Regions from separate parts of the Mus musculus genome. Here all the other regions are linked to region 4. Evidence: chromatin contacts called from public HiChIP or PLAC-seq and promoter capture Hi-C data. All regions are on one chromosome and are shown on one strand. Each heading gives the region's core, a stretch centred on a gene start, on an enhancer-like site or on the middle of the called end of the contact. The rest is flanking DNA. Distances are from core to core; before and after follow the strand shown.

The links. Promoter capture Hi-C pulls out the DNA fragments that hold promoters and counts their contacts. HiChIP or PLAC-seq counts read pairs in DNA pulled down with a chosen protein or histone mark.
Region 1: a contact with region 4 is called in an H3K4me3 HiChIP or PLAC-seq map of embryonic stem cells, with 7 read pairs. The contact joins the enhancer-like site here to the promoter of Tnni3 in region 4. A contact is called at or near these places in 8 of 39 promoter capture datasets (the 3T3-L1 cell line, the HPC-7 cell line, embryonic stem cells and 3 more), 3 of 15 datasets of contacts at CTCF or cohesin (embryonic stem cells and large pre-B cells), 18 of 484 Hi-C or Micro-C datasets (B cells, the Ba/F3 cell line, the G1E-ER4 cell line and 10 more), 10 of 115 datasets of contacts at active chromatin or transcription factors (embryonic limb bud, embryonic stem cells, epiblast stem cells and 1 more) and 1 of 9 other capture datasets (adipose tissue).
Region 2: a promoter capture Hi-C map of embryonic stem cells shows a contact between it and region 4, with 7 times the contacts expected there. The contact joins the promoter of Oscar here to the promoter of Tnni3 in region 4. A contact is called at or near these places in 18 of 39 promoter capture datasets (the 3T3-L1 cell line, the C10 cell line, the HPC-7 cell line and 10 more), 4 of 15 datasets of contacts at CTCF or cohesin (embryonic stem cells, large pre-B cells and pro-B cells), 22 of 484 Hi-C or Micro-C datasets (B cells, the Ba/F3 cell line, CD8 T cells and 12 more), 23 of 115 datasets of contacts at active chromatin or transcription factors (bone marrow-derived macrophages, craniofacial prominence, differentiating embryonic stem cells and 11 more) and 3 of 9 other capture datasets (adipose tissue, embryonic stem cells and macrophages).
Region 3: a promoter capture Hi-C map of liver shows a contact between it and region 4, with 4 times the contacts expected there. The contact joins the promoter of Rasl2-9 here to the promoter of Tnni3 in region 4. A contact is called at or near these places in 4 of 39 promoter capture datasets (cranial neural crest, hippocampal neurons, liver and 1 more) and 1 of 9 other capture datasets (adipose tissue).

The regions. Positions count from the first base shown.
Region 1 is chr7:3,591,604-3,599,282 of GRCm38.p6, forward strand. No RefSeq gene overlaps it. Among named protein-coding and RNA genes, the nearest start is that of Oscar, 21 kb to the right of the region's middle. Within about 2 kb of position 3,733, at least 88 of the 459 cell types and tissues checked have an H3K27ac peak or open chromatin away from gene starts, as enhancers often do. A contact at or near this core is called in the Ba/F3 cell line, the G1E-ER4 cell line, embryonic stem cells and 2 more, where this site is marked.
Region 2 is chr7:3,611,206-3,618,270 of GRCm38.p6, forward strand. Oscar (osteoclast associated receptor) reads right to left here and starts at 4,952. Exons shown (of 5, transcript NM_001290377.1): 1 at 4,836-4,952; 2 at 4,279-4,311; 3 at 379-678; 4 at 1-145. The coding sequence starts at 4,872. Ndufa3 (NADH:ubiquinone oxidoreductase subunit A3) reads left to right here and starts at 6,168. Exons shown (of 4, transcript NM_025348.3): 1 at 6,168-6,202; 2 at 6,412-6,486. The coding sequence starts at 6,193.
Region 3 is chr7:5,120,227-5,127,248 of GRCm38.p6, forward strand. It overlaps Rasl2-9 (RAS-like, family 2, locus 9), which reads right to left and starts at 5,724. Exons shown (of 1, transcript NM_009028.2): 1 at 4,716-5,724. The coding sequence starts at 5,703. The coding sequence ends at 5,053.
Region 4 is chr7:4,518,735-4,525,318 of GRCm38.p6, forward strand. It overlaps Tnni3 (troponin I, cardiac 3), which reads right to left and starts at 3,794. Exons shown (of 8, transcript NM_009406.4): 1 at 3,571-3,794; 2 at 3,336-3,348; 3 at 3,082-3,168; 4 at 2,611-2,652; 5 at 2,229-2,360; 6 at 1,704-1,793; 7 at 664-840. The coding sequence starts at 3,581. Dnaaf3 (dynein, axonemal assembly factor 3) reads right to left here. Exons shown (of 12, transcript NM_001033548.3): 10 at 5,410-5,521; 11 at 5,204-5,278; 12 at 4,199-5,125. The coding sequence ends at 4,582.

The DNA.
Region 1 (7,679 bases), core at 2,483-4,982, 930 kb before region 4:
CTCTTTTTATTTTACTTATTACTGGCTTGCCTTCACATCCTTTTAAAGAATTTTTATTGTTTTTAATTATGTATATGTGTATGCATTTGCATGTAGGTATGTGCATGTGGGTGCAGTACCCATGGAGCCCAAGAGAGGGGGCTAGATTCTTCTGTCGCCAGAATGACATGCAGTTGTGAGCCACTTGGTTCCTCTGTAAGAACAGAAAGTGCTTTCTCTCACATCATCTTTAAATCTTTTTTACAGTCTAGTTGTTATCTCCACTCCCAGTCCACCCTCCAACAGTTCCTCATCCCATTCTTCCTCCCCACTCCCTGGAGCCTCAAGTCTCTCAAGCATTAAGTGCTTCTCTCACTGAGGCCAGATCAGGCAGTCCTCTGCTGTATGTGTCTGGGATCTCGTACTGTATGCTGCCTTGTTGGTGGCTCAGTGTCTGAGAGATCTCGGGTGTCCAGGTTAGTTGAGACTGCTAGTCTTCTGATGGGGTCGCCTTCCCCCACAACTTCTTCCAGCCTTTCCTAATTCAACCACAGAGGTCCCCAACTTCAGTCCATTGGTTGGGTGTAAGTGTCTGTGTCTGTCTTGGTCAGCTGCTTGTTGGGCCTCTGGGAGGGGAGCCATGTTAGGCTCCTGTCTGTAAGCACAGCATAGCATCAGTAATAGTGTCAGGCCTTGGAGCCTTTCCTTGAGATGGATCCCAATTTGGCTGTGTCACTGGACCTCCTTTTGCCCAGTCTTTTCTCTATCTGTCCCTGGAGTTCTTTTAGACAGGAACAATTCTGGGTCAGAGTTTTTGATTGTGGGATGGCAACCCCATCCCTCCACTTGATGCCCTGTCTTAGAAAAAAACTTTTTTTGAGACAGGGTTTCTCTGTATAGCCCTGGCTGTCCTGGAAGTCACTCTGTAGACCAGGCTGGCCTCAAACTCAGAAATCTGCCTGCCTCTGCCTCCCAAGTGCTGGGATTAAAAGCATGCGCCACCACTGGCTGTTTCAGAAAGCACCCTTAACTGCTGAGCCATCTCTCCAGTCCCAAGGTACACACCCTGCAATTTTAGTTTAGTTTTGTTTTTTTTAAAGATTTATTTATTATTATATCTAAGTATACTGTAGCTGTCTTCAGATGCACCAGAAGAGGGCATCGGATCTCATTATGGATGGTTGTGAGCCACCATGTGGTTGCTGGGACCTGAACTCAGAACCTTCAGAAGAGCAGTCAGTGCTCTTAACCACTGAGCCATCTCTCCAGCCCAATTTTAGTTTTTAACAACAGGCATAATATGAGACCTGAGCATCTCACCTAGATTCTAAATATTCTTAGGAGATGCTTGGTCCATGCTGGGGATCCACGGAGTTGAAACATGCTACTTCTTTGTCCCAGGCTTTGAGATAGGCAGTTCCCTCCACCTATAGTTTTCCCACTTACTGTTTGACTGAGTTTACGCTTATGCTTCTCCCAGAAACCAGTTAAATTCCTTTTCTCACCTGAGTGTGGCATAATACACCTGTAATCCTTAGAATTATTAAGGCTTTTAGTACTTTAGGAACCTAAGGCAAGAGGATCTCTAATTCAAGGATGATCTGAGCTACATAGATGAAGAGAGCCTGGCTCAAAAAAAGAATGTCCATGGGCTAGTGAGAAGGACCAGCAGATAAAAGTGCTTGCTGCCAAGTCTGATCACCCAGGATCAATCCCCAGGACTCACGTGGCAGAAGAACAGAACTGACTCTTGCAAGTTGTTCTCTGACTTCCACATGTGCATCATGGCACATGCATGTGTACCAGACAGACAGACAGACAGACAGACAGACACACACACACGATAAATAACATGTAATTTAAAAATTTAAAGAGCATACACAAAAGAGAAATTTGAGAGAATATTATTTCCTGAGTAGAGACTTCGCTGCTACTACTGTGCTTGCTGAATTTTTTTGTTTTGAGACAAGGGCTTAGATAGTTCAGGCAAGCCTCAAACTTTATATACAGGAAGGTTGAACTTGAACTTCTGTCTTCCTCCACCTCCAAAACACCAGGATTACAAGTGTGCACCACTTGACTTGCTCTAGCAACTTTAACAACATCTGCTACAACTGTAGTGAGCTCACCATGGCTACCACTGTTTTTTAATGTCTTGCTGAACTGTTCTTCACAAGAGCTAAAACAAAGGGTAAACTCTCTTCAGTTTGATATGGCCATTGGTTCGCTCACTAAATTGAAACACTAGGGCTGGGGCAATAGCACAGTGTGAGAGCATTTGCCCAGCATGCATGAGGCACTTGGTTCAGTTGCCACACTGGAAAACAGAAAGAGAAAAGGCTCTGGCATTGTCTTGAGTCTTTTAATCTTTCCACAGAAGTGTGGGAGGAAAAACAACATGGTGTGCTAATGAGTGCCTTCAGACCTGACAGTTATGGTGCTTGGAAATTCAGAGATGTCAATTATAACATAGTTACCAGGGCAACAGAGGATCAAGGGAGACCACCATCTCTAGTGCTTTTGGATGCCTGCAAGGTTATTTTGTGGGAGTTATACTTTAAGTGACAGAGCTATAGAACTGAAGAAGGCAATGCACTGACAACCATAATTAACATCCATAGCTCTCCACACTATGTGGGATTACCAGACACATTTATAGTCTTTTAAATATTTTCAGTTTAACATTTTATTAAATTGGACTCAAGTTATAGTTTCATGGCTTGAGATTTTATTTTGGGGGGCTGGTGAGATGGCTCAGTGGGTAAGAGCACTGACTGCTCTTCCGAAGGTCCTGAGTTCAATTCCCAGCAACCACATGGTGGTTTACAATCATCTGTAATGAGATCTGATGCCCTCTTCTGGTGTGTCTGAAGACAGCGACAGTGTACTTATGTATAATAATAGAGAACAGGGACTGAGTGAGAGGGGCCGACTCCAATGAGCAGAAGTCCTAAAATTCTATTCCCAACAACCATATAAAGGCTCACAACCATCTGTACAGCTACAGTGTACTCATATACATAAAATAAATAAATCTTTTAAAAAAAAGAGAGAGATTTTATTTCTTTATCTACAGCCCTCTCCTCCTTTCTCCTCCCCTGCCATCTTCCTCTGCTCCCCTCTTCTTTCACCCTTCCTCTCCTTAGTTGGAAAACAGAGGGTGAGATAGCCTGTCGTGGGAAATTTAAAAAAATAATAAAGGGAATGTAGAACCTGCACGTCTGCGTGCTTGTGCCTCTAGAGGCCCCCAGTGGTCTGGCCAGCCATGCACTGGTGGGCAATGGCCGACCTGTTTTTATCTCATGGAGACTCTGACTCAGAACTCCACAATCTCTCCACCCAGATCTCTAGGTTCTCACTGGCAGGTCATTACCATGCCAACCCCGTGCCTCAAATCTCCCACCTCCTTTGTGGTGCACATCTAGCAAACCCAGGCTTTGCTGTTGTACCTTTCTCTCCTGAAACCAGATGAGCCACCATGTGAAGGAAAATGCAACACAAACTTAGTTCAGAAACAATAGTAACTCAATCTCTGGGCACAACCCCGAAAACCTAACCTTGTAAGCCTTATTAAAATCTGATTCCTCCTGTGGTGAACTCTTGTGGCTCTGCCATAATATCTGGAAACTCTAGCAGCTACATTTTAGGCATTTGCTATCCCCGTTCCAAAACGGGGTTAATTCTCTCCTGCTACCTGCTACCTCTCTTCCTCCCTCCAACCCAGAAGTCCCGCCTACTCACCCAGTGATTGGCTCCTTTATTCATTAGGTGATTGGTTCATAAGAACAGCACCAGGCCGGTCCACAACACTTGCCCCTTTCTGTTCTAAAAAAAAAAAACCGCCGGGCAGTGGTGGCGCAAGCCTTTAATCCTAGAACTTGAGAGACGAGGCAGGCGTATTTCTGAGTTGGAGGCCAGTCTGGTCTACAGAGTGACTTCCAGGCAGGACAGCCAGGGCTACACAGAGAAACCCTGTCTCGAGGGGAAAAAAAAAAAAAAAAAAAGCCAGGCTGGCAAGATGTTTCAGCGGGTAGGAGCACTTGACTGCTCTTCTGAAGGTCCTGAGTTCAAATCCCAGTAACCACATGGTGGCTCACATCCACCCATAATGAGATCTGATGCTCTCTTCTGGCATGTCTGAAGACAGCTGCAGTGATAATAATAAATAAATCTTTAAAAACAAAAAAAAAACCCTTTCTCTCAAATATAAACAGAACACAACTATTACCATTTTATAATCTATAGAGTATAAGATTGTTCATCATTTATGAAATTAAGATAGAACATTGTCATCTATCTTAAGTTAAAAGACTTATGGTTCTACCCTGACTTATGTCCTGGCTTTAGATAGTATACCATCTGAAAATCATCCTCTCAAATCTATTCTTTCAAAGTAAATAGCCTGGGTTGGCTATGAGACTATTAATTAATTTTTCAACCCCATCAGAAATCTGAGAATGACCAACATTAACTGAAAATAAATAAGAAGCCTAACACTGCTTCCAGAACTGAGACAAATTGTAGAGACAGCTGCCTACCTATACAGCCCCCGTAAGTCAGGAAGTTGGAGCATGTCTTGAGCCTTCTGGCCCAGGCTCATCTATCTGACAGACCTTAGAGATACAGGAATACTAAGGACTAGCCTATTCTGTCTCAGCAGAACTAAGCTGTCCTAACCTGTAAATTGTGTCCTTTCAAGAACAGTACAGGTCTGCAGGAGAGATTGGCAATTTTCTACCCAGTGGCAACCTAGCCACAAATGTAGGGCCTCACTTGAAGAAAAGATGCTCAGCTGCTTCTTTGAATCCATGAATGGGAAGCTGTTAGGAGCAGATTTGTCTCAACAAGTGAATAAATGGCATTAACTGTCACATTCTGTGGATTTGTGACATTTTTGAAAACCAACTATCCCTGTAAGTAATCTGGACTGTTCTCCATTAACCGCTCTCAGCTATTTCTAATTACAGTCTCTGAAACACCCTAACAATAAAGTCAGAGCCATGAATTTGCTATTTGGTCCTTAACTCACAGGCTTAATCATCTTAGATCAATTTATAATAACAGTTATAGAACGACTGGGTCTAAGCCCTATACTTTTAAATTTTTTGTATCAATACAAGAAATTTATACCAGCCAGGCGTGGTGGTGCACGCCTTTAATCCCAGCACTCGGGAGGCAGAGGCAGGCAGATTTCTGAGTTCGAGGCCAGCCTGGTCTACAGAGTGAGTTCCAGGACAGCCAGGGCTACACAGAGAAACCCTGTCTTGGGAAAAAAAAAAAAAAAAAAACCTTGATTTTGCATCAAAATAAATTCTGTATCAAAATAAGAAATTATGACATCAACTTAGTAACAAGTAAAAATATTTCTACAAAATGAGATTACAGCTATGCAATCAATTCTAGCTATTCCTCCCTGTTCCAACTATGACCATTTCAACATTCCCTAGAAAGACAGCCTATGATAAGCCCCTCCAGTCCCAAAGGCCAGGGAACTGGAGCAACGACTCTTCATAACGTTTTCAAGCTGAATATGGGCATTGAGATATTTTTAAGGGGAGGGGGGAGGAAGGGTAGGGAAAATAGGATTGGTTAGCCTTAAGAAGGCCACACCAATGATTGATTTAGCCTCTGATGTCTGTGTCTTGATTGGATCTGGCTGAAAGTCCAAGATATCTGGAGACCCACCAAGGCTATATATTCTGTAATATGCAAATCTCAAAACAATTTTTTGGTATCATCAAGATAACCTTTTGTTTGATTCTCTGGAATCTAGTTCCTCAGGGAGTCTCCCTCTATCATATCAGAAGATCAGTCAGGTGCTCTTATACACTGAGCCATCTCACCAGCCCAGCATCCTTTAATCCCAGCACTCAGGAGGCAGAAGCAGGTAGATTTCTCTGAGTTGGAGAACAGTCTTTTGTAAGTTCCAAGACAGCTAGGGTTATACACAGAGAAATCCTGTCTCAAAAAACCACCATCACCACCACCACCACCAAGAACAACAACAAACAATACTACAACAAACATACACAAACACACATACACAAATACAGAGCCCAATGTATACAGCCCACTTTGTTGACCTCACTGTCAAGGTGCTATATCTAGATGGCATTTTTTTTAAAGATTTATTTATTATTATATCTAAGTACACTGTAGCTGTCTTCAGATGCACCAGAAGAGGGCATCAGATCTCATTATGGGTGGTTGTGAGCCACCATGTGGTTGCTGGAATTTGAACTCAGGACCTTTGGAAGAGCAGTCAGTGCTCTTAACCACTGAGCCATCTCACCAGCCCCTAGATGGCATTTCTACATTCTTGCAGCTCCAGTGTACAATAAATCAGAAACAGGAAGCATGGGATGGTCTTGTGACAGCCTTGTGGGGGATAGGAAAGGCAAGGAACACTGTTTCTCTAACCACAGTAACTCAGGCACTAAATGTACAACATTTATCTCTCCAGATCAGGAGAGACTCCAGTTCTCTGTAGGCACTGACTTAAGTGTCCAAAAATTAGACTTGGTTCTGACACTAACTCTCTGGACTCGATGCAGACCCACCAGTTGGGGTCACTGTCCCCCAAGCCTATATCTAGTGTCAGTTACAAGTGGTGGATCTCCCAGTTACCCACATGTCAGGAAGTTGGTTTTTTTTTTTTTGTTTGTTTGTTTTTTGTTTTTTTGTTTTTGGTTTTTCAAGACAGGGTTTCTCTGTATAGCCCTGGCTGTCCTGGAACTCACTTTGTAGATCAGGCTGGCCTCGAACTCAGAAATCCGTCTGCCTCTGCCTCCGAGTGCTGAGATTAAAGGCGTGTGCTACCACGCCCGGCTTCCCACATGTCTTAGTTAGGGTTTTGCTGCTGTGAACAGACACCATGACCAAGGCAAGTCTTATAAAAAACAACATTTAATTGGGGCTGGCTTACAGGTTCAGAGGTTCAGTCCATTATCATCAAGGTGGGAGTATGGCAGCATCCAGGCTGTCATGGCGCAGGCAGAGCTGAGAGTTCTATGTCTTCATCCAAAGTCTGCTAGTGGACGACTGACTTCCAGGCAACTGGGGTGAGAGTCTTAAGCCCTCACCCACAGTGACACGCCTATTCCAACCAGGCCACACCTCCAGATGGTGCCACTCCCTGGTCCAAGAATATACAAACCATCACACCACACTTCTGCCTGACCCCTTGTCATCTTAGGGTTAGGGTTAGGAGACCTCAGGAAAACACTCTCCTTACTATTATAGTTTAGTAGAGAAAATAAACTCTGGGATTCTTCAGGAATAGTAAGGTGATGAGGTGGGGTTGGGGGTTGCGTGGGGTGGGGGAGGGCAACAATGACTAAAATGCATTAAATACAAGTACTTCTGTGGTGGTTTGAATATGCTTGGAATTAGATGTGACCTTGTTGGAGGAAGTGTGTCCCTGTGGGAGTGGGCTTTGGAGGACTCTTATGCTTAGGCTCCGCCCGTTGCAGAAGAAAGTTTCTTCCTAGCTGCCTGAGGATGCCAAGTCTCTCCTGGTTGCCCTCTGATCAAGATGCAGAGCTCTCAGCTTCTTCTCCAGCAACCATGTCAGACTGCACACTGCCATGCTTGCTGCTATGATGATAATGAACTAAACCTCCCAAACTGTAAGCCAGCCCCAATTAAATGTTTGCCTTTATAAGAGTTGTCTTGATCATGGTGTCTCTTCATAGCAATGG
Region 2 (7,065 bases), core at 3,702-6,201, 910 kb before region 4:
ATATACTGCAGAGGGGTTGCCACGCCTACGCGGTACAGTGCAAAACTCATGCCCGGTATGCGGCCTGCACAGCGCAGGCTTACGTTGGCTCCCGGGGCCACCACAGGCCCAGGCAGTGCCACCAGTGATGGTCTGGGGAGCTGATCTGTGGAACACAGGCAAGGTCTTAGATAGGCTATCTGTCCTGAATGGTCCTCTCCCTCCTCCTCCCTTCTCTTCTGCCTCCCTTCCCATCCCCCAAACTCTCTCCCCTCAGTAAGTTCAGGAATTTCTCAGTGTACCTCCCTATCGCCTCTCTCCTTGTGTTCCTTTTCTACCCTCTCCTACCCTCCTTCACCTCACTCCTGTGCCCTTCTCCCATTTCTTCCCAGACCTCACCCGTTACCAGCAGTTCCAGAACATTACTGGGCTGAGACCAGACACCTGGCCCCCAGTCTGTCTTGCGGTAGCGGCAGTGATAACTGCCCCCTTGGGCCGGAGTCACTTCTTCCAGGAAGAACTCAGCCAGCTCAACGGACACATCCCGGAGGAGCAGAGGGGTGACAAGGCCACTTTTGAAGAGTGCAAACCGCCAGGCAGATTGAGGTGCGCGGCAAGTCAAGGTCACGTTGATCCCAGGAGTCACAACTGCAGCAGGATGAGCTCCCAGCCATGGCTGGGGGTATGAGGCTAGGGGCGCTTAATAAAAAAGACTGCTTGGGTCCTTAGGACCCTCCAACCCAGAAGGCCCAGGAGCTTAAGCAGAAGTCGGACACCATGAACCTCTCTCTATAAAGAAGGGGAGGGCCTGGAATACAATCACAGCCGGCCTAAACAAGCTGACAATCACTGGAATAGTACTCTTAACTTTGAGCTTTTCCCCATAGTTGTTTGTGCTAAGGAACAATTCCAGAGCCTTATGCATTGTGGATAATCACTCACTCTACCACTAAGATATAGACTCAAACCTCCTCTGTTTTTTTGTTTGTTTGTTTTTGTCGTCGTTGTTTGTTTGTTTTGAGACAAGGTCTTACGTACCCCTAACCAGCCTTGAACTTGCTATGGAGTGGAGTATGACCTTGGATTCTAATTATAAGCCTCTGCCATCTGATCCTCCTGGATTATAAACCTGTGCCACCATCAGGCCCACCACCTCTCCCTCCTATCTATGCTGAACTGGGACCTATTAGGCAACCAATCTACCAACTGAGCTACATCGCCAACCCCTGCTCCACAATTTTTGGCATAGTTTCAAAATGCCATACCAGACATGGTTACTTTGTTTTAACCTACTGTTACTGTTTTGTTTTTGAAACAAAGCCTCACTATGTAATTCTTTTTGTCCTCAAGCCCATTATGGTGCAGGCTGGCTTCAAATGTGAAATTCTTCTTTCTGCCTCAGCTTTCCAAGTGCCGAGATGACAGATCTGTACTACCACACCTTGACAGAAGCAGTTATAGTTTGCAACATGTCAATAATTATTGCTATGGTTTGAACAAGCTCAACTGAACATTTAATATAACAATGTTGAAAGGTGGGTCTTTGACAGGTAAGAGAATAGGGGCTGAAGATGACTTTACAGTTAAGAGTATTTACTGCTTTTGCAGAGGACCTATGGTTGGCTTCTAGCACCCATATTGGACAACTCATAACTACTTGTAATTCCAGTTCCAGGGGGATCTTGATACCTCTGGCCTCTGCAGGCACCTGCACTCAAATACATCTACTTCTACACAGACACAAGGCAATGGGATAGAATACCAGGTGTAGTGATGTGCCTGTAATCATCCCCCAGAGAGGGCTGGGGCGTGGCTCAGTGGGAGAGCATTTGCCTAGAATGCCCCAGTGATGGACTGGGGTGTGCCTCAGTGGTTTTGTACCTGCCTAGAATCTGCCAGTGAGGGGGTGGGGGTGAGCTCAGTGGTAGAGCCCTTGCCTAAAATGACTCAGTGAGGGACTGGAAGTGCAGCTCAGTGAGAGCACTAGCCCACTATATATACAACCATTGTTTCAATCCATGCCTAGAACAGAGCCAAACAACAAAACTGTAACATAAGCTGGGTAGTGGTGGGCGCACACCTTTAATCGCAGCATTCGGGAGGCAGAGGCAGGCAGATTTCTGAGTTGGAGGCCAGCCTGGTCTACAGAGTGAGCTCCAAGACAGCCATGACTATACAGAGAAACCCTGTCTCGAAAAAAAACAAAGCAAACAAACAAACAAATAAGCCCATAACATAGTCAATGACCCAATACTTCCACTGCTTCACAATAGGCACATTCTTGTTTGTTTGTTTGTTTGAAACAGGAATTCTCTATGTAGCCCTGACTGTCTTGGAACTTGCTCTGTGGACCAGGCTGACCTTGGACTCAGTAATCCATTCATTTATCTCTGCCTCACTAGTACTTGAATTAAAGGCATGCACTGCCACTGGCTGGCTGTTGTTTTGGGTTGTGTTTGTTTGTTTTTTGGGTGTTGTTGTTGTTGTTTGAGAAAGGTTTCTCTGTGTAGCCCTGGCTGTCATGGAACTTACTCTGTAGACCAGGCTGGCTTCAAACTCAAAAATCTGCCTGCCTCTGCCTCCCAAGTGCTGGGATTAAACCACTGCCCAGCTGTTTGTTTTTGAGGCAAGGTCTCATTATGAGTTCAGGCTGGTCTTGAACTCAAAGAAATTTTCTTGCCTCTGTCTTCCTAGTGCTGGAATTAAAGTTATATACTATCACTGCCTATCACCATAGGCAATTCTTATTTGTAAATATATTTAAAGAGGCAGGGCGGTGGTGGGCACACGCCTTTAATCCCAGCACTTGGGAGGCAGAGGCAGGCGGATCTCTGGGTTCAAGGCCAGCCTGGTCTACAGAGTGAGTTCCAGGACAGCCAGGGCTACACAGAGAAACCCTGCCTCAAAAAAAAAATTAAAGAGGAAATATAACTATCTAATAATTGGAAAATATCTCTAAGACAGAACATAAGTTTAACACTTAAGACACAGAACAGGATGACTCATAAAATACTAATTCTGATCTGGTAAGAAAAGGAGGAAGTATGTAAATGCATGGTACGGATGAGTGCTGGGAACCTTTCAGTAGGATTCGGGAACATGGGAAGGGGAAGAAGAAGCCTGTTGCATCTTTTGGTAATAACTGGGCCTTTATAACCACGAGTACCTATTTGATTTATCATTTAAATAGATTTAACATTAGGATGCTGGAGAAATGGCTTAGCAGATAAAAGTACTTGTTGCCCTTGCAAAAACTGGGGCTAGGATTCTCAGCAGCTCATGGTGGCTTACAAGCACTGTACCTCCAGTTTCAGAGGCTCCTCCTGCTGTCTGCTGAACTCTGCGAGCCCTGGACATGCATGTGGTGTGTATGCATGCAGGCAGAACATTCATGTACATAAAACTAAATCAACTGATAACTCAGGGATGAATGGCTTCCCAGTGGTTCTCAGGCCAAATTGAAGCATAGTGGGAAAAATTGAAGAGAGAAGAATTATCTCCTCCATCAAAACCCTGAGAAGAAGCCATCTCGGGTGGGGGAACCTCCTTCTGTGGAAGGCAGGCTCCCGTGAGAGAAGCTCGTATACTTGGCATTGAGGAACTCCTATGTCTGGAGCCTTGAAATATGCCAGGATCTGGCCCTATAGTTTCCCTATATAACTACATTAAATCCTCACTGCAGCCGACTTACCTAAGGAAATGGAGGCTTCAAGACCCCTGTTTTTTTTGTTTGTTTGTTTTTCTTTCTTTCTTTTTTGTTTTTGTTTTTGTTTTTTCCACACAGGGTTTCTCTGTGTAGCCCTGGCTGTCCTGGAACTCACTCTGTAGACCAGGCTGTCCTCGAACCCAGAGATCTGCCTGCCTCTGCCTCCCGAGTGCTGGGATTAAAGGTGTGCGCCACCACGCCCGGCTAAGACCCCTGGTTTGTTCAAGGACATGCAATAATGAACAAGATTGTCTAGGTCTCCTTAACATCCACATTCATGGTCATCTCTATTCACCTATAGTGGTTACTAAAGAGATGAAGGACAAAGTGAAGGGAGAAGAGAGCAACATGCAGGGGGCAAGGAGGAGGGGATGGAGGAAGAAGGAAGGAAGGCTATGAAAGGGGGAAGGGAAAGAGACAGGAGAAAAGGGAGAAGAAAAGAGGCAAGGTATGTAGTGGAGGAAGGGATGGAAGGAGAGAGGAAGAGAGGGGAATGAGGGAATCTGGGGTGAAGCTAGGCACAAAGATAAAATGAGTTGTTGGAGGCGAGGTGTGAGCAGCATAGCATAGAGCAGGTGGAGTCTCCCACTCACCTGTTGGTGTGAAGTCAGCACGGCATGCAGGCCCTGCAGAAGGTGAAGAGTTGGTTTTTACAAAGCCCTTTGTGGACTACCGTCTCCCCTCTAAGGAGCCCTAGACTCTGATTACATGAAGCCTGCCACCGTCTTTTTTAGGATCAAGCAAAACTCTGTACTTCCATTCCCCATACTTAAGAAGCTGCTGTCTGACCCAAGAGGACAGGCCTCTGTTCCCCACCTTTCCTAAGAACAATACTTTGCTCCTTGGGGTTTCTCTGCCTTGGGGTTTGAAGGTTTAGATGCCCCCTCCCTCCAGCACAGTAGACTTGCCCATTTACCATGAGAACTGAATACATTCTTTGACCCCTAGATATCCCTTACTCTCCTCTGCCTGGAGATCCAGAGAAACCTATGCTCACCCCCGACCCAGCAATCTGTCTTCCCCCGTTTAGGACTCAGGTATCTGGGTACCAGTCCTGATTCCTTTTTCTAAATTGGATGTTGAATTCCATATGAACAGATATAGCCCTCAGCCCAGCCAAGGATCCACACACAGGGGAGGGACAGCTCACAGAGAGTCGACAGCTGGAGTATCAGCGACAGGACCATGGTGGGCACTCTCCGTGGAGCTGAGGAAAAGGTTGACCCTGCCTTTTTCACTCTGAGGAAATGAAGCAACACCAGAAAGCCATGTGAGAGTCCTGTTTAGGGAACAGAGGAGTCAGGTGGAGGCTCCTGGGTAACTGTGTCATAGTTTCATTGTCTTGGAAAAAGTTGCAAGATGGAACAGTCATAGCCTCTGGTGTTCTTTAATTTAACTTAAAAGTTGGGGAGGAGGGCTGAGGACGTTGTCGCTAAGTAGAAGACCACTTGCCCAGAGTAGCCTCAGCACTGAGGAGAGAAAGGAAAGGGGCAGGTGGGAGGAAGAAAAATGGAAAAGAGGAAAAAAACAACAACAACAACAAAAAAAACAAAACAAAAAGGTAGAAAGGGAAAAAGAAGCTTGCTGTACAATATGTACTATGCCGGTAACAAGAGAAGGCTCAGACTCCATTACTGCTCTCACTGTCCAGTCCAGATATGTTAATTTTTTTAAGTGATGTGCATTATCTTAGAGGCTCAGGCTTGTAATCTCACCAGCTTGAGAAACCAAGGCAGGAGGCTGTCAAGTTCAAAGATTGCAGGGCCAACTTGAGCCATTTAATGCCCTGTCTCAAAATAAAAAGTAATGAAAGGGCTGAAAAATGTGGCTCAACAATAAAAGATATGCCTAAAATCCACCAGCAGGGACCTGGGATAGTAGAATCTATCAGCAAGTGGACGGAGGAGTGGCTCAATCGGAGATGGGTAGCCTAGCCTGTCCTGGTTTCAGTTTTCAGCACTAAGGGGCAGATGGAGGGAAAAGCCATGATCTGCATGCTAGTAACACAAAGCACAGGCAGTCCTTAATATATTTGGGATTAATTTAGAATTTCCAGAATGAGCTTATGTCTAGATGTGATCTCAATGTAAAGCTGACTTTTTTTTTTTTAAGGTTTATTTATGAGTACACTGTTGCAGTCTTCAGACACACCAGAAGAGGGCGTCAGATCCCATTGCAGATGGTTGTCAGTCACCATGTGGTTACTGGAAATTAAACCTTTGGAAGAGCAGACAGAGCTCTGAGCCATCTCTCCAGCCCAAAGCTGACTTTATTACAGGAGAACGTTATGTTACTTCTCCGATGCATTTGCTGAGTTATAAACTATAAGAAAATGGTGAGGCCAGCAGGTGTTCAAGGTGGTTTAAATCTTTCAGTCCTCTTAAGCCTCACTCCAGAACTACAACTCCCGAAAGGGTCCACGTCCTCGCCCAAGGGGCGGGGCCTCACGCAAGGAGAAGGACCACAACTCCCAGAGAGCTCCGCTCCTTGTCGCCGCCAAGAACAAGATGGCCGGGAGTAAGTACAGGTTTGGAGCTCGCGGGGATCAAGTAGTTCCAGGAAACTGTGGGCTGATCCGTGGCTGAGTCTCAGTGGAGCCTTGGGGACCGGTAATCCGTCCCAGAATAGGGGCGCGGCAGTCACGAGGGTGCAGAGCAGGGGTGATACGAGAGTGTTAGAGGTCACCGCAGTAGTCCCCAAGGGTGACTGTCTTCTCACCTCTCTAGGAATCTCTGCCTTCCTCAAGAATGCCTGGGCGAAGGAGCCGGTGCTGGTGGTGTCCTTCTCTGTCTGGGGCCTCGGTGAGTGCCCCCTTCCCCGGCGCGAAAGTGCATCCTCCACCCGGAAGTCATCAGCATTCCACGGCACAGTTTCATCTCGCATCCCCTTGCCAGCCATATCCTGACATTACTGTCGCTCTTCCCTCACCACACACAAGAGGTGCACATTCAACTCAGTTTGACTCTGTAGGCAGAACTCCTCGGCGAAGTCTGACTTATGCAAATCTCTCAGCAAGCCTCCCACCTTGCAGTGGGACAGGGTTACTCACAGTTCTGATGCATTGAAGCCCGGGAGATGGAGGTGACCTGTTAAATTTTCATTCTGAAAGTCTGGGGTGAGGCCTTGGATTTGGCAGCCATCACAGTACCAAAATTGTCAGTATTGCTGGCCTGGAGTGTGACAGAGAAGTTCTAAAACCCACCACCAGCTATCTACCACCCTGACTTTCAAAGACCTAGAATGCTCTAATGTATGTGGTTTTAATTGATTATATGTTGAAATAGTGATTTAATGTATACTTGGTTCGTTCTTAAAGTTAAAATTACATTTTTTAAGGTGTGTGTGTGTGTGTGTGTGTGTGTGTGTGTGTGTGTTGGCTA
Region 3 (7,022 bases), core at 4,474-6,973, 600 kb after region 4:
AGAGGTATTGCGGGATCCTCTGGTAGTACTATGTCCAATTTTCTGAGGAACTGCCAGACTGATTTCCAGAGTGGTTGTACAAGCTTGCAATCCCACCAACAATGGAGGAGTGTCCCTCTTTCTCCACATCCTTGCCAGCATCTGCTGTTACCTGCATTTTTGATCTTAGCCATTCTGACTGGTGTGAGTTGGAATCTCAGGGTTGTTCTGATTTGCATTTCTCTGATGATTAAGGATGCTGAACATTTTTTCAGGTGCTTCTCAGCCATTCTGTATTCCTCAGGTGAGAATTCTTTGTTTTAGCTAGAACTTCTGAGTTGCTCTCATGTCTTCCCATTACTGTGAGACAGGGTCTCACGTAGTTTATACATGACTCTGATTTGTAGCTAAGAATGACTTTGAATTTCTCATCCTCCTGCCTGTGCCTTGTGAGTGCTAGGATTACTGGCATGCAGTTAAAAAAAGTTATTTTGAGATTTTTTTTTCAAGACAGGGTTTCTCTGTATAGCCCTGGCTGTCCTGCAACTCACTCTGCAGACCAGATTGGCCTCAAACTCAGAAATCTGCCTGCCTCTGCCTCCCGAGTGCTGGGATTAAAGGCATGCATCACCACCCCAGGCCTGTTTGTTTGTTTGTTTTTTTTTAAAGATATGGTTTCTCTGTGTAGCCCTGGCTGTCCAGGAAGTCATTATTTAGACCAGGCTGGCCTTGAACTGAGCTATTTGCCTGCCTCTGCCTCCTGATTGGTGGAATTAAAGGTGTGCCCCACCATTGCTCAGCAAATAGCTCTTGGCCACTGAACATATATTTATCCAGTCCCCACACATAGTTTGTTGTTGTTGCTGTTTTGTTTTATATTTTTTGTCAGCCATGTTTTGTTTTACATTAGGTCTCTGAGCTACCCAGTCTCTGAATCTTGGGCATCCAGGCAGTATAGGGTGTTGGCTCCTTCTCATGGAGTGGGTTTCAAGTTAAACCAGACATTGCCAGTCCACTCCCACAAGGTCTGTACCACCACTGCCCTAGCACATCTTTTGGGAGGAACAGATTCTAGGTTGAGGGTTTTGTGACTGAGTTGGTGTCCAGGTTTCCCTTTCTGTAGTTTGTAGAGGCTATGAAATAGGGATGAAGGCTCCATGCAGGCACCAGCTTGTCCTCTATGTTTAAATGAGCTGTGTGGATGTTGCCCTTGGCAACAGTGCCCCAGTATAGGTTTTCAGAGAGCCACCTTCTGTTCTAGCATCAGCCTGGGTTGTTTAGGGATCTCCATTGGATTCCCCTGCCCCACCTCAGCCAACAACTCAACCCAATGGACCCAGTCCCACCACTAGAAGCCTTGACTGGGCACAGAACATGGCAAGTTAAGACTCTGTGTCCTCCATTACTATGAGTCCTCACTAGGTCATCCTCAGAGACTCCAGGAAGTTTCCACTGCACTAGGTCAGCTCCCATTCTCCCCAATTCTAGCTGTCTCTTCCCCACTCTCTTTCCCAATCTTACCCGTCTCCCTCCCAACCCCCATACCTCAGGCCACTCACAACATTTATTCTATTTCTCATTCCCAGAATGATCCATGTATCCCTAGAGTCCTCTGTATCGAACCTCTCTGGATCTGTGGAGTGTAGCTTGACTATCATTTACTTAACAGCTTAATGTCCATTTATAAGTGAGTGCATGCCACATTTGTCTTTCCGAGTTAAGGTCAGCTCACTCAAGATGATTTTTTCTAGTGGCATCCATTTGTCTGAAAATTTTATGTCATTTTAAATGTTATTTCAGCTGAGAAATACTCGATTATGTAAAATACCCCATTTTCTTTATCCGTTCTTCAGTTGATAGACATCTAGATTGCTTCCACTTTCTGGATATTATGAGTAAAGCTGCAATGGACATAGTTAGCAAGCAAGTGTTTCTGTGGTAGAATGGAGTGTCCTTTGGGTATATGCCTAAGATGATGTTAGTGGGTCTTGAGGTAAGTTGATTCCCAACTTTCTGAGGACCCGCCATATTGAGTCACAGTGACTGTACAGGCTTGCCTTCTCACCAGCAGTGGAAGAGTAGCTCCTCTTATTCCCTTATTCCACAGCCTCCCCAGCGTGAGTTGTCACTTGTGGTTTTGATCTTAGAGGTGTAAGATGGAATCTCAGAGTCGTCTTGATTAGTATTTTTCCCTGATAGCTAAGATAATAAACAGTTGTTAAGTGTTTCTCTGCCATTGGAGATTCCTCTATTGAGAATTCTCTGTTTAGATCTGTACCACTATTTTTTTTCATTAGATTCTTTTTTTAAAAAAAATATCTAGTTTTTTGAGTTCTTTATATATTTTGGATATTAGACCTCTATCAGATGTGGAATTGGTAAAAATCTTTTCCTATTCTGTAGGCTGTCTCTTTGTCCATATTTGAAGTGTCCTTTGCCTTACAGATGCTTTTCAGTTTCATGAGGTCCCATTGTATTGTCAGCCTTAGTGCTTGTGCTATTGATGTTCTGTTAAAGAAGTTGTCTTTTGTGCCGATGTGTGCAAGGCTATCCTCTACTTTCTCTTCTATCAGGTTCAGTATGTCTGGCTTTATGTTGAGGTCTTTGATCCATTTGGACTTAAGCTTTGTGCAGGGTGACAAATATGGATCAATTTGCATTCTTCTACATGCAGACATACAGTTTGACCAGTATCATTTGCTGAAGATGATTTCTATTTTTTTTAGTGTTTTTTTTTAGCTTCTTTATAAATAAAATTAGGTATCCATAGGTGTGTGGACTTATGACTGGGTCTTCAGTTTGATTCCATTGATCACTGTGTTTTTAATGCCAATACCATATAGTTTTTATTACTACAGCTCTGTAGTACAATGTGAAGTCAGGGATAGTGATACTTCCAGCAGTTTTTTTATTGTTCAGGATTATTTTTGATATCCTGGATCTTTTGTTTTTCCATATGATGTTGAGAATTGTCCTTTCAAAGTCTGTAAAGAATTGAGTTGGAATTCTGATGAGGATTGCATTGAATCTGCAGATTGCTTTTGGTAGAAGGGCCATTGTTACTATGTTAATCCTGTTGACCCATGATCATGGGAGATCTCTCCATTTTCTGATATCTTTCCCCTTCCTTCCTTCCTTCCTTCCTTCCTTCCTTCCTTCCTTCCTTCCTTCCTTCCTTCCTTCCTCCCTCCCTCCCTCCCTCCCTCCCCCCCCCCCCCTCTCTCTCTCTTTCTTTCTTTCTTTCTTTCTTTTTTTTTTTTTTTTTTTTTTTTGAGGCAGGGTTTCTCTGTATAGCCCTGGCTGTCCTGGAACTTACTCTAGACCAGGCTGGCCTTGAACTCAGAAATCTGCCTGCCTCTGCCTCCCAAGTGCTGGGATTAAAGGCAAGCACCACCACTGCCTGGCTAATATCTTCTTCAATTTCTTTCTTCCAAGACTCGAAGTTTTTGTCATACAGGTCTTTCCTTGGCTTTGTTAGAGTTACCTCAAGATATTTTACGTTATTTGAGGCTATTGTAAAAGGTGTTGTTTTCCCAATTTCTTTCTCAGTCCATTTGCTACTTGTAGGGGCTGCTGATTTTTAAAAGTTAAGCTTGTATCTAGTTACTTTGTTGAAAGTATTTATCAGCTGTAGGATTTCCCTTGTGGATTTTTTTGTTTGTTTGTTTTTTGTTTTGTTTTCCAAGACAGGGTTTCTCTGTGTAGCCCTGGCTGTCCCGGAATTCACTCTGCAGACCAGGATGGCCTCGAACTCAGAAATCTGCCTGCCTCTGCCTTCCAAGTGCTGGGATTAAAGGCGTGCGCCACCACGCCCGGCTCCCTTGTGGATTTTTTTTTTTTCCAGAGCTGAGGACCGAACCCAGGGCCTTGCGCTTGCTAGGCAAGCGCTCTACCACTGAGCTAAATCCCCAACCCCCTTTGTGGATTTTTTTAAGGTCACTTATGTATACTATTATATAATCTACAAACATCAATACTTTGACTATTTTTTGAAAAATAACTTGTATCCCCTTGATTTCCTTCAGTTGTCTTATTGCTCTAGGTAAAACTTCAAGTATAATAGTCAATAGATATGTAAAGAGTGGACAGCTTGTCTTCCTCCTTATTTTGGTAGAACTGCTTTGAATTTATCTCCCTTTAATTTGATGTTTGCTATCAGATTGCTTTTTTTTTGGGTTTTCAAGACAGGGTTTCTCTGTATAGCCCTGGCTGTCCTGGAACTCACTTTTGTAGACCAGGCAGGCCTTGAGCTCAGAAATTCTCTGGGGGCTGGCGAGATGGCTCAGTGGTTAAGAGCGCGACTGCTCTTCCAAAGGTCCCGAGTTCAAATCCCAGCAACCACAAGGTGGTCACAATCATCTGATGCCCTCTTCTGGAGTATCTGAGGACAGCTACAGTGTACTTACATATAATAAATAAATAAATCTTAAAAAAAAAAGAAATTCGCCTGCCTTTGCCTTTCAAATGCTGGGATTAAAGGCATTTAATTAAAGGCACCACCACTCCCGGCTTATCAGATTGCTTTATATTGCCTTTGCTATGTTTGGTATGTCTTTTGTATCCCTAGGCTCTCAAGGAGTTTTATGATAAAGAGGTGTTGGATTTTGTCAAAGGCCCTTTGTGCATCTAAAGATATGATCATGTTTTTTTTCCCCTTTTAATTTGTTTATGTGATAGATTACATTTGCTGATTTTATTTTTCTCTTTTTTAGAAGATATTTAGAAGATATTTCAAATATGAAATACAACTTTATTCTGATTCTAAATGAAAGAGTGGGAATGACAGTTACAAACAAGATTTCACCACTGACTATTGTGATGCTACGGTAGCAGTCTTATCTTTGAAATCCAGAACAACTCTGTTCCAGGGGGCTAAATACGCAAGTCCAAAAAAATGAAGGTGTATTTTAACTGCCACATTCACTCCGAAGCCCATTCATCTCCTTCAGCATCCCAATGAATTGCACGATCTCCTTTAGCTAAATAAGGTGGCACACACACTGCACCGCTGGCTGGCATCACAGGACAGTTGCCTAAAATAGACTTCTGACGCAGGGCTCCAGCTTCACTTTCTCACAGGTCATCTTCCTCATCTGGGAGAGCAGTCGTCTGAGCAACCTCTAAATCATGCTCGTACTGTGCTGCCAAAGCTGGGTCCATGACTACCTCAGGTGGGGCAAGAGCAGGCATGGCAACGAACTCCAAGTTAGGATCTCCAATGAGCTTTCTGGCAAGCCAGAAGAAAGGCTTTTCAAAGTTGTAGTTACTTCTGGCAGAAATGTCATAGTACTGAAGATTCTTCTTTCGGTGGAAGAGAATAGGTTTTGCCTTCACTTTCATGTCTTTAACATCCACTTTGTTGCCACACAATACAATGGGGATGTTTTCACACACACGCACTAGATCTTTATGCCAGCTAGGCACATTCTTGTAAGTAACTCTTGATGTTACGTCAAACATTATAATGGCACACTGGGCTTGGATGTAGTAGCCATCGCGCAGCCCCCCGAACTTCTCCTGACCGGCTGTGTCCCACACATTGAACTTGATAGGTCCTCTGTTGGTATGGAAGACTAATGTGTGCACCTCCACGCCCAGGGTGGCTACATACTCCTTCTCAAACTCTCCGGTCAAGTGGCGCTTCATGAATGTCGTCTTTCCGGTGCCGCCGTCGCCCACCAGGACGACCTTGAACTGGACCTGCGGCTCTCCCTGGGCGGCCATCGCGGCGATCCTGCCGGAGAGAGCGGCTGCTGCACGTGCGCCCTCTAAAGGCAGCGGCCGGGAAGAGCGCGCGGGAAGGCAGACTCTGTACCAGACTGTGGGGGAAGGGAAGCTGGGCACCGCCCGCCGCTGCGGTGCCCACCCGAAGGACAACCAACCCTCGTGTTGCGCTCTGCCGGGTCCTTCCAGCTACCTTCCAGGACTGATTTTCACTTACTGAACCATCTCTGCATTTCTTGGATGAAGCCTACTGAATTGTACCGAATCAAGGATTCATGACAGGGACACAGAGGAAGGCAGCTTGGCTCAGTGAACTGCCTGCCATCCTGAACAGATCTGTTAGATCTGAACTTTTCTGACAAAACTCCTTTTGCCTAAGCAACGGGCTGCACAATTTGTTTTTAGAGACAAAGGAAAAAAAAAAGGCGATCTTATGTCAAATATAAAAGAAATATAGAGCCGGGTGTGGTGGCGCACACTTTTAATTCTAGCACTCAGGAGGCAGAGGCAGGCGGATTTCTGAGTTCGAAGCCAGCCTGGTCTACAAAGTGAGTTCCAGGACAGCCAGGGCTATACAGAGAACCCTGTTTCGAAAAACCAAAAAAAAAAAAAAAAAAAAAAAGTATATATATATATATATATATATATATATATATATATATATATATGTGTGTGAAGGAATGGAAGAATTAAATGAGAGTCAGAGATTGAACTCTTGTAGAAAGCCAAGCTTGATATCATAGGTAGTAGGAAATTTTTTTTTTTTTTCAGTTACTGAAGCACTTTAATTTCTTTACACAATGACGTGTTGCTGGGGCCTAATGTTCTCACTGAACAGTAGAAAACCAAAATTTGTCATTTCTTAAAGAATTGAGTACAACAAAACCTTACATAAATTAAAGAATGAATACATTTACAGGTGTCGATGCAAACGTTCCCAACTCAAGGCAACTAACAACCGATGGTGGTCAGGAGGGAAGAAACCAGAACGGAAACTGGGTCCTAAGGCTCGGACTTTCCCACCCTGTTAGACTGGCAAGAAGGAGTGGTAACTGGTTCAGGAGCCCTTGCCAGCCTCGGGAAATCCTGGAAGTCTGCTGTTGGTTAATACCCTGCACAGATCACTCCGTGGTGCTCACAGAGATCCACCAGGCTGGGCCTTTCTCTTCCACTGCGTGTTCTCCCCAGCCCCAAGTGACCGAGCCACATGAACTAAGGACTGAATCAAGATATGCACAGGGTGTTAAACATATACCAAGGGAGCAGTTAACTTGAATACAAGGTCAAAAATCAGCAAGTTCTATGATCCAGTGCTGATA
Region 4 (6,584 bases), core at 2,544-5,043:
ATGTACATCTAGTTTCCCCCATGTACTTCTTGTCTCCCCCATGCATCCCTGTCTCCCCCATGCAGTTCCTCTCTCCCCTATGCACTTCCTGTCTCCCCTATGCACTTCCTGTCCCTCTTGCCCCCCAGTCTTGTTGTACTTCCTGCCCCTCACTACTTCCTTTCTCCCTAATGTACTATCTTCCCTTCTGACTTCTTGAATTCTCTTATTTTTAAGATTTATTTATTTATTTAATGTATATGAGTACACTGTAGTTGTACAGATGGTTGTGAGCCATCATGTGGTTGCTAGGAATTGAACTCAGGACCTCTGCTCACTCTGGTCCTGCTCCCTCCAACTCCGCTCACAACAGCCCAAAGATTTATTATATGTTAAGTACACTGTAGCTGTCTTCAGACACACCAGAAGAGGGCGTCAGATCTCACTACGGATGACTGTGAGCCACCATGTGGTTGCTGGGATTTGAACTCAGGACCTTTGGAAGAGCAGTCAGTGCTCTTAACCATGGAGCCATCTCACCAGCCCTTGAATTCTCTTTATCAGTAGCTTCTCACTAGACCCCAAGTGCATCTGCTCTCTCTCTCTCTCTCTCTCTCTCTGGACCTTATGCCACTCAGGCCTTCCCCAGCATCTTCCTTCCTTCTCACCCTAGCCCACACTCACCTTCTCAATGTCCTCCTTCTTCACCTGCTTGAGGTGGGCCCTCAGGTCCAAGGATTCCTTGGCCCGGGTCCCCAGCAGCGCCTGCATCATGGCATCTGCAGAGATCCTCACTCTTCGGAGGGTGGGCCGCTTAAACTTGCCACGGAGGTCATAGATCTTCTGGGTCAGATCTGCAATCTGGGGAGGACCATATGGGGTGTGGAGCCCCCATCTTCCCTCTGCTTCCTTCCTTCCTTCCTTCCAACAAACAAACAATTCTCCCTTGTCCCTTTCTTGCTCTCTGTTTCTAATCTTCTTCCAGCTCTGGCCCCAGATTAAAGCCTCCAGCCTGCACCTCCATGTTCTTCCTGATGCTCCTAGCAGCATCCCGCAAAGTGTCTATACTGGCTAATTTTGTGTCAACTTGACACAGCTGGAGTTATCACAGAGAAAGGAGCTTCAGTTGAGGAAATGCCTCCATGAGATCCAACTGTAAGGCATTTTCTCAATTAGTGATCAAGGAGGAAAGGCCCCTTGTGGGTGGGACCATCTCTGGGCTGGTAGTCTTGGCTCTATAAGAAAGCAAGCTGAGCAAGCCAGAGGAAGCAAGCCAGTAAGGAACATCCCTCCATGGCCTCTGCATCAGCTCCTGCTTCTTGACCTGCTTGAGTTCCAGTCCTGACTTCCTTTGGTGATGAACAGCAGTATGGAAGTATAAGCCGAATAAACCCTTTCCTCCCCAATTTGCTTCTTGGTCATGATGTTTGTGCAGGAATAGAAACCGTGACTAAGACAGCGTCTAACACAACTTGAGCCCACTCTGTGCAGATCATTATTCCCTGTCCCAGAGCTCAACTCAATGCTCAGTTTCTACAGGCCCGTTTGTGCCACCCAGGCTCTACTCTGCAGAGACAGCTTCCTTTGCCACGAGGTACCTGTGCCACTGCCTGCTTTCTGCTTAGAGTTATCTCAAGCACAAGAGTCCATAGCCCCCAGCCCGAAGCTACAGTCTGGAGATCTTGGTGTAATGTGAAGGTCCCAGGCTTCCCCGGGCTCCCCACCTCAGTGATGTTCTTGGTGACTTTTGCTTCCACGTCATATCTCTCTTCATCCACTTTGTCCACCCGAGCGTGAAGCTGTCGGCATAAGTCCTGGTGAAGGAACGCGTGGATGCTGAGAGGGAGGCTGGAGATTGGGTTCCCTGGTCTGAGAGAGGAGACCTCTGGGTCTGAGGAAGGAGGCCTAGGCTCTGGACCCCCGAGTTTGAGAGAGGAGTGCTGGGGTCTGGACTCCTGAGTCTGAGGAAGGAGGGGGTGAAAGGAAGCTGACACCGGAATCTGCACTCCAGGGAACTTAAAGAAATATGGCCGGGAACTAAGAATTCTGAGACCTGGCAGATAGAGGCTGGAGAAATACACTGGGTTTTGAAGCTGTAGGGCTGAACGTATTGCTTGGCATAAGGATTGCAGATCCTGAGCAGAACTTGAGATGGTGCTTATGCTCCTGATACCCAAGGGATGCCAGGCCAGAGATGAGGAACCTCGGGTCCCAGGCTTATCCGGAATCCTTGCTTTGTAAACTGGTACCTGAAGCTCTTCAAAGCCCAGCCCATCCAACTCCAAAGGCTGGCAACGAGTCCTCAGAACGCGCCCCTTCTCTCCACGTCGCTCTTCTGCCTCTCGTTCCATCTCCTGCTTCGCAATCTGCAGCATCAGAGTCTGCGGAATGGTTGGAGCAGACAACAGAGTCCCAAAAAGTATAAGAATAACAAATTTCCCTCCATCCTCCAGAGAGACAGAATATCCGAACATCCAAGTTTGTGTCTTTTATTCAAAACCTGCCTCGTTTCTGCCCGCGCGCACGTGGGGGGGGGGGGCGGGGGAGGCGGGGACTGACACACTCCGGAAGCGAAACCACTCCCCCAAAGCTCCGCCCACCCAAGCCCACCCACTGCGACCTCATCATCACCTTCAACTGAAGTTTTCTGGAGGCGGAGATCTTAGACTTTTTCTGCCAAGGTGATATGGAGAAAGGTCAGTGTGAGGTCCCAAAGTGGACACTGGGTGGAGCTGCAAGGCATCACGACCCACTCGAGTGCATACCCATTCGGGTCAGACATTCTTCAACCAGAACGCGGAGTCCACTGGAAGCCACGCTCCTCGGTCCCATCTACCAATCTTTGTCTCCGACTAGAGCTACGCACTGCCTATCTATTCACTGCTAACCACTACGCTCACGCCTAAACCTTGCTGTAGGCAAGTTCCCCCCAACCACAGGCCGCTGTCACCAAGCCCAACCTGAACCTTTCTGAAATTCTGCCCCACCCATAGGGCTCTGCCCATCACCCTACCACCCCTTTCCAGGGCCTTGGTCCTGCCCCCTTCTGGGTCTCAGAGGATTCTTGAACCCAGAAGCCCATCCTCTTGGACCCCGCCCCACCTTGGCGTGTGGCTCGGTGGCATAGGCTCGGTAGTTGGCAGAGGAGCGGCGTCGGACAGGAGCAGGCGCAGGCTGCGGTTCCCCAGCCTGGAATTGAAGCAGGCTACATCACTACCCAAACCCTCCCATCCAGCCCTTCCTGGATACCTCACCTCTAGCGGCAGGTTCCCCTGCCCACTGGTCCCCAGTCCTCTCCCTGCAGCACCCACTCTGGACCGAAGGTTCCCTACCCCACTTCTTAGCTCACAGCTCACCGCATCGCTGCTCCTGAAGAGAGAGAAACCGTGAAGAGGAAATCACTGATGGTGGTCCCCTGACTCTTGAACCCCAGGAGTCTGATTCCCAAATTCTTACCTCATTTCTACAGAAATCCAACCACCCTTGCCTCCTACTCTCTCAGGACAAGTATCCAACCTGGTTGCACCCTCAAGACCCACCGCACCTCTCCCTGTTGAGGTCTCCACCCCAAGGCTACGAAGATTCACATACTCATCAGCCATGATGATCTCCAGAGGCAGAGAACAGGATCGGAGATTCCTGGAGGGTCCTGGAAGGGTGTCCCTGGTGACCTTGGAGGTCTCTAGAGGTTGGGTTTCCTCTGGGCTGCTCAAGCCTCACTGAGGACACTGAGATAAGGGGCGAGGACAAAGACTAAATATACTGCTGTCTCCTCCCCTGCCCAGGATAAGCGATAACAGGGTGTGAGGGGAGCCGTGTGCAAAGCTCCAGTTGGGTCAACCAAGGTGCCCAGGATCTACACCCCTCCTCCTTTGACTCTAGCGCCCCAGCTCCCTCCTCCCTCAAACTTAGGAAAACCCGGAGCAAGGTCCCTCTTCTCTCAAATCCAAGAGTCTAGACTTCAGCTTCCCATGTTCATACCCAGAAATCCATGCCGGCCTTCTGTCCTCACACCTAGGTCCCTCACTGAACTGCAGTCTTTCTGGGACCTAGTGTGTCCTTTCTCTCCCCCACGTTTCTGTCGGTTTCAGTGGCCCTGGCATGTTTAGTTTGAAGGATCTTATCCTTCACTCCTGTGAAATTCAGCCAAGCCCACTTGCAAACCCACAATCGGGACCCATCCCTGCTGCTCCCACCCTTCTTGGCACTGGAGACCGACTGAGGACAGGACACACAGAGGTGACCCTGCGCTTTTTATTTGAATCACATTCAAGGAAGGCTATGCCCTTGTCCTTCCCAAAAGCAGCATGTCAAGAAAGGCCCAAGACAAAAGAGAGGATCTGGAGCCCAGGGTTGTCCCTTCAGCCTTCGATCCTTGTCAGGATAAGTCTCAGATAACAGTCTAGGACCCATCCCCCACCCTCACCCCTACCCCCCAAATAGTACAACCGAGAGTTCCAGGAAAGGAATTTGAAGTTCTAGTCATATCCCTGGGGTTGAGAAGGAACGCAGAGTAAAACCGCATGCAGGTGGGCTGAGCTGGTGATGTCAATCCCTGGGCCTGCTTCAGCAGTTAAAGGTGGGCTACGTGGTCCCTGGGGTTCATGTTACATGTTTTGGAGGTGCATTCACCCAGGACGTTGCCATAGCTTCCTGGAGTGGGCTTATCACTTCCGGAGGAGAGGCCAGGTCGGCTTGGGGAAGGCTGATTGCTTCTACAGGCAGGACTAGCTTAGCCTGGGGTGGGCTCATCGCCTCTAGAGGTGGGATCTGGTCAGCTTTGGATGGGCTCAACGCTTCTAGAGGAGGGGCCTGGTTGGCCTGGGGTGGACACATTGTCTCTAGAGGTGGGGCCAGGTCAGCCAGGGGTGGGCTCATCGCCTCTAGAGAGGGGGCCTGGTTAGCCTGGGGCGGACTTATCGATTCTGGGAGAGGGGCGCGGGTAGATTCCACTTTGGAGGGCGCGGGTCCAGATTCCACAGCTGAGTCTCCGCCACCCGGAGTGGAGTCCCCTAACTTGTAGAACCTCGCAAAAGTCTCCGAGGGTTTGGTTGCAGTGTGAGGGGCGAACCCAGCCACCCGCGCTATCTCTACAACGCGGTCAGAGAACGCCTTCAACTCCTTGGGCCGCAGGTCCACCAAGTACCTATGTTGGGAAACTGTGTGTGAGGAGACCTGGCTTTTGGCCCAGCTGTGACCTTCCCACCCCACTCCTCTGGCTCACCGAGCTAATTCCACAACCAGGTTCCCTCCGGGGGCCACGCAAGCCCCGAGCTCAGGGCTGAGAAGATGGACCATCCTAAGGAGAGAAAGGACTAGGAGCTGAGATACACAGGTGGGGACGGAGGTCCAGAGCAGGATGGAGACTGCAAAGCTTAAGTTCCGGCTTCTGACAACGAATAAACTGGGGCCCAATCCTAGGTCTCTTACCCACAGGACACGTAGAGGAGCTGGAACCGGCCCTGGTAGCAAGTCTTGTGGTGGAGAGTCTGCGAAGAATCGAGAGGCAGAAAGTGGATAGTGAAGGGTTCTTGAGCAGGCACTGAAAGAGAAGGGAAGAAAGAGGTCAGATCTGGGGCTGAAGAACTGGCTCAGTTGCTAAGCGGGTTTGATACTCTTTCAGAGACCCTGAGTTTGCACCCAGAACCCAAGCTTATAACCACCTTTAACTCTAGTTTCTGGGGACATGGTGCCCTCTTGTGGCTTCCGAAGGCACCTACATGTGTGCTTGCGCAGGCGCTCACATGCTCACACAGAGAGAGAGAGAGAGAGAGAGAGAGAGAGAGAGAGGGTTTCTCTGTGTAGCCTTGGCTGTCCTGGAACTCACTCTGTAGACCAGGCTGGCCTCGAACTCAGAAATCCACCTGCCTCTGCCTTTGCCTCCCAGGTGCTGGGATTAAAGGTGTGCTCCACCACAGCCCGGCTATGAATATAAATCTTGAGAGTCAAAGAGATGTGCACACAAGTTGCAAAGAATATTGGAATTTACACTCCTTATCTGTGGAGAGCAGTGCCGAGAGCAATCGCCATTATAAGATGGCGCTGGCCTCCGCTGTGCCTAACTAGTAAACAAGCCCTGTACGCAGGTGCGAGAGTGAACTCACTCCTAGTCACTGCCCATCTCAGGGCGTAGTAGTGGGGTGATGAGCGAGCAACAAATCAGGAGCTGACATGCCATATCAGGTGCTGAAACACCATGGCTGAGGGCTATATAAGCGACTCCATTTTCTGGGGTCAGGGTCTTCCTGAGAAGTAAGCAATAAAGCTTTGCCGCAGAAGATTCCGGTTGTCCCGAGTGTGTTCTTGCCAGCGGGGACAAAAGCTTGGGATACTTATCTTCTTTTTTTCCCTCCAATTTTTTATTAGGTATTTACTTCATTTACATTTCAAATACTATCCCGAAAGTCCCCTATACCCTCGCCCCCACAATTCCCCTACCCACCCATTCCCACTTCTTGGCCCTGGCATTCCCCTGTACTGGGGCATATAAAGTTTGCAAGACCAATGGGCCTCTCTTCCCAATGATGGCCAACTAGGCCATCTTCTGCTAAAAATGCAGCTAGAGACATGAGCTCTGGGGGGTACTGGTTAGTTCATATTGTTGT